Linked DNA regions of Xenopus laevis: region 2 is linked to region 1. A link is a contact called in public Hi-C data. All regions are on one chromosome and are shown on one strand. The core of a region is the stretch at or near the end of the contact, and the rest is flanking DNA. Distances in the headings are between cores, read along the strand shown.

Evidence for each region. A called contact is a pair of places that touch in the nucleus more often than the background predicts.
Region 2: a contact with region 1 is called in a Hi-C map of animal cap, with 8 times the contacts expected there. A contact is called at or near these places in 3 of 4 Hi-C or Micro-C datasets (the XL177 cell line, the XTC cell line and animal cap).

What each region holds. Positions count from the first base shown.
Region 1 is chr1L:159,862,432-159,865,018 of Xenopus_laevis_v10.1, forward strand. All of the region lies in intron 5 of LOC108715698, which reads left to right. Among protein-coding and RNA genes, the nearest start is that of LOC108715698, 56 kb to the left of the region's middle.
Region 2 is chr1L:159,920,790-159,923,376 of Xenopus_laevis_v10.1, forward strand. All of the region lies in intron 6 of LOC108715698, which reads left to right. Among protein-coding and RNA genes, the nearest start is that of crybb3.L, 21 kb to the right of the region's middle.

The DNA.
Region 1 (2,587 bases), core at 45-2,544:
GAGGTTCTTTAAAAAAAAAAAAATGGCCGATGCGTAAAAACGCTTGCGGTTTCAACCTTCGGCAATGACATGCTACGCTAGCGGATTTTACTCTGCGGTCAGCTAGCAGTGTGAAGCTTGCTGAAAACGCTGCACGTATCCACGTGTGTTCGTAGCCTAAGGAATTAAATAAGCTCATTTGGAGATTCTTACATTATACATGTGTATGGGTTTAATTGATGATGACTTTTAGTTATCTTTATTAAAAAAAAAAAAAAAAAAAATCAGTTTGTTATAGTTGTTGCTAGACCTTTGCTATAGAAGCATGTAAATAAGGTGAGAAGCAAGAACATGGCTCCGTTTCACACATACACCATCTGGTTATGCCACAATCAGATAGTACAGAGTGTGTTCTTTGATATTCAGCACATACATATACATAATATCTACAGTACAGGTATGGGATCCGTTATCTAGAAACCAGTTATCTAGAAAGCTCTAAATCTTGGGAAGGCCATCTCCGATAGACTCCATTTCATCCAAATCATTACATTTAAAAAAAAAAATCCTTTTTATCTTTAATAATAAACAGTACCTTTTACTTGATCTAAGTTGACCTGACTAAACCATATTGGAGGCAAAAAAAATCCTACTGCATTTATTTAACGTTTAAATGATTTTCTAGTAGACTTAAGGTATGAAGATCCAAATTACGGAACGATCTGTTATCCAGAAAATCCCAGGCATTCTGGATAACCTGTCCCATGCCTGTATTGCTTATTTCCCTAAGTAGGGAATATTTTATGACCACAGTAGTCTGAATATTCTTTCATCACAGTCTATACAATAGTTTACACTTGTCTAAACAAACTGTATATTGACGCAGTATTTATGTTAGGTTATTTTACATGGTGGCTACATTGTCCTAAGCAAAGTGATAGGAATGTTCTGGTGATTTGTTCCCTGTTATACAGTGGTTAATATGTAAATATTCTATTTATGTATGTCTTGTATTTATGTAAGTGTTAACATGAAAAAAAAGGATAAATACATCTAATAGCACACCAGCATTTTGCTGCTGTTCCCCGTTCCATCAGTGTTGAGGTTCACTCTGTATGTAGATCCACAAGCTAGTAAAAAGAACATGGGGCAACATAGATAGGGAATGGAAAGTGCAAGCCATAGAGACATGTTTATTTAGAAAAAGTGAAAAAGCTGAATTTACATATCTAATTCCACATCCCCATCTGAGGTGCCATAAGGCTGAATGCTTAGGACGTTTCAGTTTCTTGGTGTTGCACATTGAGATCCCTATTTGGGTGTGAATGTAGAACAGGATGGTGCTGAATCAGCTGCTCTTATCCATTTACATTTGTATGTGAAACAGCAGACACTATAATATAGATGCTAATGCCTTTACCCTGGGGCGCCTGTTTATTATTCTAGGTACTGATCTAAACTGCTTTTTGGCTGCTAGACTGTAAGCATGCTGGCAGTACAAGAGAAAGAGACACCATGAAATCAATATGTTTACAGTGTTTTTTTCTATCCAAATGATAGGAGCATTACTCCAGAAGTATAAATAGTAATACCCCGCAATGTCCCACTCAGTTGATATAAATATGAATACATCCACCTCCCAGAGCTGTTTCAGTGCACCTCGGCTAATGTGTACGCAGTCAGTAAAAGTTCCACTTGCAAGTTTTTACCCAGCCTGTTGTCTCGTATGACTGGCTAATCCCCTACGTGTAACCTTGCTGATGAAAGAGGAAGCTTCCCTCGTTGTGATGAGGAACATGTAAATTATTGATGTCCGTCTGAGTACTTAGTGCGGTGGGGCTAATAACGACAAGGCACCCAGGATGAGCAACTGCAACTAGTATCTGCAACATGGACTATTACTACCTGTCACACTGCTTTAAATTTTTTGGGACAGTCTGGGTGAGTTACTGCTTTGCAAATACTTTAGAAACATTAGCTCTAATGGCTTCTTTGACTTGTGCTAGAACATTACACTTTTTCTTATATTTTCCTTTAAATTGGTTCATAGAATGCTTGATGTTTGATAGTAGAAGAACTACAGTATAATGAGTGACACGGGGGGGGGCTCTCAGTTGCTGCTATTTTACAAGTGTCTTTTTTTGGATCATTCTTTAAAATTACAAAGAATAAAGGAAAGGTATTTATTTGGAGAGCCGCCAGGATAAATCTATAGCCGGTATTTCCACTGGCTTCAACTGCAGGCAGCTAGAAACAACTGGAGGACCCCAGGTTTCCTATAGCTGATGTGTAATATGGCATGTTGTTAGTGCTACATACAATGACATCGCTTATCCAGGATCTGTCAGTACAGGAAACAGGACGGTGCCTTATTTATCTTTTTCACCAAACCCGTCTGCCTCTGGATAGGAGCTCTCTAAAATTAAATGTATCTCCTTTCCACCCCTTGCACCCCTGTCTCCATCACAGAGTTCCACAGCAACTTTCTTAATGTTGGGGCTCATTTATCAACAATAGGCAAATATGCACCTGGCCAGTAACCCATGGGAAACGGTGACATTTCTGTTTTAATTATTCTTCTTGCAGTTTCATACCTCCCAACTGTCCC
Region 2 (2,587 bases), core at 47-2,546, 58 kb after region 1:
CACAGGAAGACTCTTTGCAGTGACCAGGTTGCCATTTCACAATGGAAGCCATTCACTTTCTTTGCTCTGTCCATTAGTACTGGACATCTTTAAGTTAAAGGAAAACTTTACCCCCAAAATAAAAGTTTAAGCAACAGATATATATAAATATATATACCACTTTGGTAAGATTCTTTAAGTAAATATTGCCCTTTTACATCTCTTGCCTTGAACCACCATTTTGTGATGGTCTGTGTGCTGCCTCAGAGATCACCTGACCAGAAATACTACAACTCTAACTGTAACAGGAAGAAGTGTTGAAGCAAAAGACAGAACTCTGTCTTTTAATTGGCTTATGTGACCTAACATGTATGGTTCGTTTGTGTGCACCGTGGATCCTACGATCCCAGGGGGAGGCCCTTATTTTTTTATTATATTTAAGATTACTCAATGGCACATAAAATTAAAAAGTATATTATTATGAAAATGTTTTATTTACATGAAGCAGGGTTTTACATATGAGCTGTTGTATAAAATATCTTCTTTTTGAGACCTACATTGTTCGGGGGGGGGGTATAGTTTTCCTTTAACTTTTGCTATGTTGTAGAACGGCCTGTTCTAAGCAGCTTTTCAATTGGTCTGCTTTATTTCTTTTGTATAAGTTTTCAATTATTTGAAAAGCTACAAATGTATTGTTACTGATTTTTTTTATTTAGGCCTTCTCCTGTTCCAGTTGTTTATTTAAATCAATGCATGGTTGTTAGGGTAACCTAATTGCTGACATTGCAAACTAGAGAGCTGCTGAATTAAAAGCTAAATAACTCAAAAACCACAAATAGAAAATGGAAACCAATTGCAAATTGTCTCAGAATGTGACTCTCAACATAATACTAAAGAATACTAAAAGTTAATTTAAAGGTAAATAACCCCTGAGTGTATTACATGTGCTGCTTCCTCGAGTTTGGGCTCATTTTTAGGACCCCTGAACCCTATAAAAATGTAGAACGCTCTGGTCATTGTTGATATGCCTAATAGCATCTAAATAACATTAGTGAAACTTCCAAGGGCACTGTGTTGGCCCCATGTTTATAACTCTATACATAAGATGATGATGATGATAGGGTGTCAGTGTCTTTAGTGCACTGTGCATACTACTGACACCATTACATCAGGGAATAAGCAGCAGATGATCTGTAGCTGTGTACATTTACCTCACAGCTAAATTCAAATATTTACACATGCAGAAGGGCAGTCTCTTTGGGAAACAATATCCACTTCCCTAGTAGGCCAGAAATAAAGTGGAAAGGCTATGTATAGATGCCATTGGCGAGAATGCTGTGTGTGACACAGCACTAAAAGAGATCCGCTTATCTCATCCCCCTTGTTTATAGGATCAGTCATTGCTGAATTCTTGTGTTAGGCAGACAGGCTGGGAATAACATATGTGCGTAATTACTGCAAATGGAACATTATGGAAGGGGAGCAGATAACGTCCGTGTACTCGTCTCTTGTTACAGTTTCTGCCCGTCAGGTTCTCAAAAGCAAATGGCGCTTTGTGTTTGTTGTAAGAAGGTTTTATTACTCATATTTATTTTATTATTTTCATGAAACACCAACATATTCGTACAAGCCAAAGACTTATGTACTGCAAGTGACATACAGACACTGTGTTAGAACGGGAGATGTTATATTCAACATGATTAGCTTTTGTTTACTTCATTAATAGGCAGTAACTGTTCTATAGAAATAGATATGTAAAAAAAATGATCCAGGGTCCTGTGGTCCACATCCTCTGCCAGTGCCCAGTATCATCATCATTTATCATCATTTATTTATATAGCGATGTCAAGCTACGCAGTGCTATCCGTTCTCCTTCGGATGTAACAATCAAGTAATGTAAATATCAATGGACCAGCGCTCAAAACAGCTTTAGGATAGACAAAAGGGACAATAGACTAATATAGTGTAGTATTTTTTGTTTCTGGGTGGTCACACACTCTATAAAGGGGGATACTCCTTCTCCTTCACAAGTTCTTACCATCACCTTTTATCCAACCAGTGTGATTTTTAGGTGGGTACTCACAAACGTTAAAAATTCTTATGGGCCTTCAGGTATAGTGCTGGCCTTCACAGACAGTCTGCCCTTTTCCCTCCAATGTTCCAATAGCTCTATAGGAATAGTGTAAAATCCTCTTTAATAATGAAATATATATATAAAGTGATTGCACTCACATTTCCACAATGTTTAAGCATATATATCAGAGTCCCCGTAGTGCCACAGTTTGTGAAAAGTCCGGACTGTGGCACTACGGGGACTCTGATCTGTTATTTCCATACACAGTTATTCTTAGCTTTGTATTACAGGTATGGGGTCCATTATCTGGAAACCTGTTATCCAGAAAGTTCCAGGACCGAAGACCATATCCCATAGACTCAATTTTTAAAATAAATCTCCCATAGACTCCATAATATTTAGTAATTAAGCATTACCTTATACTTGATCACAACCAAGCTATAATTAACCCTTATTGAGGGCAGAACAATCCTATTGGCTTTAATTAATGTTTACACTATTTTTTGTAGACTAAACTTATGGAGATCTAAATTA